2 separate regions of the Gossypium arboreum genome follow, and region 1 is linked to region 2. The links are chromatin contacts, called in public Hi-C maps. All regions are on one chromosome and are shown on one strand. The core of a region is the stretch at or near the end of the contact, and the rest is flanking DNA. Distances in the headings are between cores, read along the strand shown. Region 1 has its middle 4.2 kb from the start of TRNAS-UGA. Region 2 overlaps LOC108467312 (F-box only protein 6).

Evidence for each region. A called contact is a pair of places that touch in the nucleus more often than the background predicts.
Region 1: a contact with region 2 is called in a Hi-C map of leaf, with 2.9 times the contacts expected there. The contact joins two enhancer-like sites. A contact is called at or near these places in 2 of 5 Hi-C or Micro-C datasets (both in leaf).

Annotation. Positions count from the first base shown.
Region 1 is chr2:67,671,373-67,674,878 of ASM2569848v2, forward strand. No RefSeq gene overlaps it. Among protein-coding and RNA genes, the nearest start is that of TRNAS-UGA, 4.2 kb to the left of the region's middle. Within about 2 kb of position 1,264, at least 2 of the 2 cell types and tissues checked have an H3K27ac peak or open chromatin away from gene starts, as enhancers often do. A contact at or near this core is called in leaf, where this site is marked.
Region 2 is chr2:67,117,177-67,120,769 of ASM2569848v2, forward strand. LOC108467312 (F-box only protein 6) reads left to right here. Exons shown (of 2, transcript XM_017767937.2): 2 at 1-1,556. The coding sequence ends at 1,242. Among protein-coding and RNA genes, the nearest start is that of LOC108467312, 5.4 kb to the left of the region's middle. Within about 2 kb of position 1,740, at least 2 of the 2 cell types and tissues checked have an H3K27ac peak or open chromatin away from gene starts, as enhancers often do. A contact at or near this core is called in leaf, where this site is marked.

The DNA of each region.
Region 1 (3,506 bases), core at 14-2,513, 550 kb after region 2:
TGACGATTTATATGGATATATGATATGAGTAAATATCATAATGTGCCTTACTAGACTTAGTAAAATGTTAACATACAATTGACATGCCAATTAAGGGCTATAGCGTGTTAGAGTTTTGTCATAGGTTTCACGCTTATGTGCACTTTTTATCACCTTTGGGCCTTGCACTTATTTGCATTATGGTGTGGTGTAGTTTATGGTCTTATTAGCTCTTTAGTGTGGTGGAGGGATGTTTTACGCTATTTTACAGTTTAGCACTTTAGTGCTCATTGGTGTGGTGAAGGAGTCTTGTATATGCGAGTCAGTTTTACTAGAGTTTATTATAGGCGATAATGGATTAAATGTTGATAATTAATTTTAAATGTGACTATAGATGGATAAAAGCAAAAGTTAAGGTCAAGAACTAAATGTTTTATTACTAAAATGGATGAAAATAAGGTAAATGTATAGCTAAGCAAATGAGAATTTAAATTGATAAGGTACTCTAAAAGTATATGCCCTAGTTAAGGAAATTACAATGGAATGGATGGATCCAATAGAAAATAAGTGCCATAAATGATAAATATATGTATATGCATGCTTTGAAAAGTTTAGAAATAAAGCTTTAAAATGAGGGAGAGTAATCTCTGCATGAACTTTTCATAAGCTATTGCCTAATGAATCATTAAAATATAAGTTGGGCCCCAAAATTCGAATAATTTAAATGAATTAGTCATATGCCATATATTTTACTTACTATGTTCTAAGTTAAAAACAAATGATTGGCCTAGTGGTTGAGTGCTCTAAAGTTATCTTAGAGGTCCTAAGTTTAAGTCACCAATTTAACATATTTTTAATTAATTTTTTTGGTGAAATTCCTAAGTCCTAAAAACACCTTTGCCGTCCACCCATACATGCCTTGCTTAGGGAGTTTTTTTTCCATCTTTTGTTAGTCAACATTCCATGTTTAACCAAACATAATCCTCTTTTTCACTCCCTTGTCTCCTTCTCTTCCCTTTTCTCTTTACAAATGCCTTGTGTGAGGTTCAATGAACCTAGCCATGGTTGACCATAATCCTTCTCACCCAATTTGGCATACCCTTCCTCTCATTACTATCCCACCATTAGCTCATCCCCAACCTCTCCCTTTTTCATTTTTTTCTCTCTTTTTGGTTACCCTTCATTTTTCTTTTTATTTTCTTTTCTCTTCTCCTCCACCGTAGCTAGCCTTGCACCACCACCACCTCATCGTCAAGCCACTGCCTTGCCGCATCTTCCCTTCCCTTTTCTCTGCAAGCGTCGCCTCCTCCACCATAACACCCACCGTGCACCACTGTGCATTTTATCTTTTTCTTATTTTTTTATTCTATTCTCTCTTTTTTAAAAGAAGTGATCGAACCCACCTCTTTTCTTTCCCCTCCACCAGAACTGTGCCTTTATCAAGGATCATTGTCGCCGTCACCACCGTAGCACCATCACCGACGGTGGAGATCTCTTCTTGTTTTCTTATTCATTTCAAATACTCATTATTTTTATTTTATTTTATTTTATTTAAATCCTAATTTGAACTTTACCTTTCCTTGGATTTATTTTCGAATAAATCCACTTCTTAGATCATTTCTTCTCCTTTGATTCGTGATCAAATCGTTTCATTGATCATCCGTTTCGTTCATGTTAGAGTAAGTATTAAAGGAGTGTAGAAATAGTTTCTCCTCTCTATTATTTTCCCATGGCCGATAACTTAAGGGAGGACCTTAGTGATTTATTTTCATAATGATTAATATTTCATACATATTATGTGTAGAGGGGTCACTCGACATCAACTTGAGAGGCCGTTAGCCGTTGGGATTAAATCGCTAATCTGAGAGATTTTTTAAGGATAAGTGTTAATAATAATTGATAATCGATTTGTTGTATTAACCTTAAAGATGATAGTCTTAACTCAAGATCGCCATTTGTTGTTTGATTAGGAAATCTAATTGTAGATCCTTGACTGGGTGTTCTAGGAGATTAATTACACATCGGATCAAGTGTGAGTTTTAACACTAACTTAATTAAGAATATTATTATATTGATAAAAATGTTGCAATTAAAATAATGTTGTTTGATGGGGATACTATATGTATCCATAAAGTGAGATAAGTCATCCTTATGAATTTCTATTAAGTAAGTGTTTTTCTTAAACCGTATACTTATGAAATGTATGTTGTGTGATATTGATGTTTGCTAATAATATGAAAAATATGCATATTTCATTTTCATGTTATGTGATTATATGAAATATGTGATAGTCGTATGAAAATAAGATGTGAAAATTTGGTACCTTGAGTACATATGTGATTTGCATGCTAAACATGCCTATATGATTTTAAGTGTTTTGGCCATATCACATGCATGGGGTGGGATGCCTGAAAGATGGAAGTATATGGTAGTTTATCTGCATTGATGTGACACAATTCATGATTCTAATTATATGGCAGTTTATCTACGTTACTATGACACTGTTCACAATTTGGTGTGTTGTTTGGTCGAGTTCTGGGTAAACTCGATTATGGTGTGTAGCGGATATGGGGAGGATCATTTTTACTAAAATCTACATTGTTTTATGAATTATGCATTGACATCATCATGCGTGATATGCTTATGAAATATTGAGATATGTGATTTTATGACTTTGTATAGTATATGTTTTATGTTGTGAATGAGTTTGAGTTAATCTCAGACTGGCTAAAAAAAAAGCTCACCCCATTAGTGTTTCAACTTTTCAAGTAACACTCAAACATAGGACTTGGATCAGCTCTTGGTGGAGCCTCTCGGAAAATTTTACATCACTGATATTTATTGGACTTTTAACTATTTGGATTGTAGGTTGTGTTTTTGTGGACTTTTGGACTATGGACTTTAATTTTATTTTGGTTATGATTTATATTTTTATGACTTTAAACTATCACACATGCATGCAAAATTATGGGATTTTAAGTGTTTTTAATAATGCCATTTTTCTAAATTAATTATGTTTTTCCTAAATTTTAAACAAAATGATAATTCGTAAATTTCCTAAATAGATTTATGAAAATCGTTGCGGCCTTCTTTGTAAGAAATCATTTTTATAATTATAATATAAGATCCTTCATATTTAGATGTTTTCAAACAACATTATAATTAAATGACGCTTTTCTTTTTTAAAAATAAATACATTTTACTAAATATTTTTCGAAGAGAAAAAATTAGTCAATCTTAGAAATTTTTATGATTTCAAACTCAATCCTCTATTTTTTTCAAAATAAATAAATAATTTCGCACGTCGTTAATGTAATTTTCAAGATTCGGCCATAACGTCTAGGTCAGGTTTGGGGTGTTACAGAATTGATTAGTATAGCTTTAGAATTTGGCTGAAGTGAATCTTATATGACATGCTTAAAGGGGCTCAACGTTAATAAGGAATAGGATAAGTAGGTTTATTGTCACACCTGGATTGTCAAATTAAAGTTTGGATTATTTGAATCATATTCTTAGCTTATTTAAAT
Region 2 (3,593 bases), core at 490-2,989:
TGTTTTCCGAATATCAATGATACTTCTGCTGAGGATTACTACAGTCTTGTAATGGCTGCAGGGAAATCTGGAAACTGTAAGATGTTGGAACCTTTCAAGCCTCCACCAAGCAAGAGATCACGAAAGGAGCGGAACCGAGGGAAATTACCTGGAAGTACCCCTGCATCAGAGGTTATGGATCAAGAAATTTGGAAAGAATTCCCTGAAGACCTTTTTGAAGCTGTTATTGCTAGACTTCCCATTGCCACATTTTTCCGCTTTCGCTCTGTTTGTCGTAAATGGAATTCCTTGCTGGAATCACAAAGTTTCTCTCATCATTGTGCTGAAATCCCACTAGCCAATCCCTGGTTTTATACCATTACTCATGAAAATATGAATGTTGGAGCCATGTATGACCCTTCAACCAAGAAATGGCACCACCCGACAATCTCTTTTCTTCCAGCAAAGATGATTGCTCTGCCAGTTGCTGCTGTAGGTGGTCTAGTTTGCTTTCTTGATATTGGTCATAGAAACTTTTATGTCTGCAACCCTTTGACTCAGTCATTTAAAGAGTTGCCAGCAAGGTCAGTTAAAGTGTGGTCACGTGTTGCTGTGGGAATGACTCTGAATGGAAATTCAACCAATGAAGGCTACAAGATCCTGTGGGTGGGGTGTGATGGAGAGTATGAAGTTTATGAATCAGTGAAGAATTCATGGAGCCGACCCGGAAGCATGCCCTCGAACATTAAGCTGCCACTATCACTGAACTTTCGGTCACAAGCAATTTCCATTGATAGCACACTTTACTTCATGCAGTCAGACCCTGAAGGGATTGTGTCCTACAACATGGTTTCTGGGGTATGGAAGCAATTTATAATCCCAGCCCCAATACATCTGAGTGACCACACACTTGCTGAGTGTGAGGGCAGGATCATGCTTGTGGGATTGCTGACAAAAAATGCCGCCACTTGCGTTTGCATATGGGAGCTGCAGAAGATGACGCTCTTGTGGAAGGAGGTGGACAGAATGCCAAACATATGGTGCTTAGAGTTTTACGGGAAGCACGTTAGAATGAGTTGCTTGGGCAACAAAGGTTTGTTCATGTTGTCGTTGAGATCACGACAAATGAACCGACTAGTTACATACAATGTGATGAGCAGGGAGTGGATGAAGGTTCCTGGATGTGTTCTACCACGGGGAAGAAAGCGACAGTGGATAGCATGTGGCACTGCCTTTTACCCTTGCCTGACTGCTACTGCTTAATTTCAATCCCCCTTATTTCTGTTTCGGGCAGCAATGGCATGTCAAAGAAGGTTTTTTCCTATTTTTCTGAGTCTGACGCTGTTTATTGCTTAGCTGCTAACAAGCTTTTGCTGCTAGTTCCTCTTCAGTCGGATTTTCTGTTGTTTTAATGGAGTAAACAAGATTGGCCATTTTCTTTCTTTTCTTTTTGTACAAACATGTGGATGAACAAGTTTAGTTTCGGAGGAGGCTTCTGTAAGTGAATCCGTTAAACTGTTTTTAATCATGCTGAATTTATATAATAGTTACAGAGAGAATTGAGTGGCTAAAAGAAAGTTTGGGTCTATCGCAGTGCCGTTTAGCCTTCAAAGTCTAAAACCTTGCTTTCCCCTTGGCAGCCGGCTGTTTTGCTGGCCGACCCTCCCCCTCCATTTTTCTCCCCCTTTCTTCCTTCCAAATCCCTCTCTGGAAAATAAACCTCTCGTAGCTTTGTGGTGGTTTTGAGTGGATCTAGAGGTGACAGCTCTAGGACTCCTGGTCGGATACCATCAGTGGGGTTCTCGTTGAGGGGAGGGTCTGGCATCCTGTGGTGTTCTCGTGGAGCAATGGCGTGAGCTGGTTGCTAGTTGGGCGGCTCCGCCGTACACAAATTGCATGCATACTTGTTTGAGTTTTCTTTTCAAAATACATATATGGTTTCTTGGGACTCCCAATTTTTTCTGATGGCAACAAAAAAATTTAGTATGTGGGCTTTTTTCAATATTTTATTTTTAAATATAATTATGATTCTTTTCGGCCAATATGTTTATTCAGCAAATAATTGGAAGTTCTATCTATCAATATGTATGGTCTTGGACCATACATATTGATATTTTTTTGAGTTTGGTTACTTTATTGATTCACTGACCTCTATTATATCAATATTAATTACTACTGTTGGAATTTTTGTTCTTATTTATAATGACAATTATGTCTCATGATTAAGGATATTTGAGATTTTTTGCTTATATGAGTTTGTTCAATACTTCAATGTTGGGATTAGTTACTAGTTCAAATTTGATACAAATTTATATTTTTGGGGAATTAGTTGGAATGTGCTCTTATTTATTAATAGGTTCTTGGTTTACACGACCCGTGCAGTAAACACTTGTCAAAAAGCGTTTGTAACTAATCACATAGGCGATTTTGGTTTATTATTAGAAATCTTAGGTTTTTATTCGATGACAAGAAGTTTCAAATTTCAAGATTTGTTTGAAATATTTAATAACTTGATTTATATTAATGAGATTTATTTTTTATTTGTTACTTTATGTGTCTCTTTATTATTTTCCGACACAGTTGCTAAATCTGCGCAATTTCCTCTTCATGCATGGTTACTTGATCCCATGGAGGGGTCTACTCCTATTTCGGCTCTTATACATGTTGCCACTATGGTAGTTGCGAGAATTTTTCTTGTAGCCTGCATTCTTCCTCTTTTAATAGTTATACCTTACATAATGAATCTAATATCTTTGATAGGTATAATAATGGTATTATTAGGGGCTACTTTAGCCAGCCCAAAAAGATATTAAGAGGGGATTAGCCTATTCTATAATGTCTCAGCTGAGCTATATGATGTTAGCTCTAGGTATGGGGTCTTTATCGAGCCATTATATTTCATTTGATTACTCATGCTTATCCGAAAGCATTGTTGTTTTTAGCATCTGGATCGATTATTCATTCTATGGAAGCTATTGTTGGATTTCTATATAGAAAAGCCAAAATATGGTTTTTATGAGCAGTTTAAGAAAGCACGTGACCAGTACACAAATTACTTTTTTAGTAGGTACACTTTCTTTTTTTGGTAGTCTACCCCTTGCTTGTTTTTGTCCAAAGATGAAATTCTTAGTGACGGTTGTATTCACCGAATTTTGTAATGATAGCTTGGTCCATTGTCGGATTAACAACATTTTATGTGTTTTGAATCTATTTACTTACTTTTGAAGGACATTTAAATGTCCATTTTAAAAATATAGTGACAAAAAATGTAGCTCTTTATATTAAATGTAACTATGGGGTAAAGAAAAGCAAAAAATAATTAATAGAAATTTTCGTTTATTTCCTTTAGTAACATTAACAATGAATAACAATGAGCAATCATATACAATTAGTGGGAAAAAAAAAGAAAGAAACTCTTATTATTATTACAAATTTTGGCTACAAGAAGGCTTTTTCTTATCCTCGTGAATCAGATAATACTATGCTATTTCCTATTATTATATTGCTTTTATTTACTTTATTTGTTGGAGCTATAGCTATTCCTTTTAATCAAGAAGGAATGCATTTGGATATATTATCAAAATTATTAACTTCATCCATATATCTTGTACATC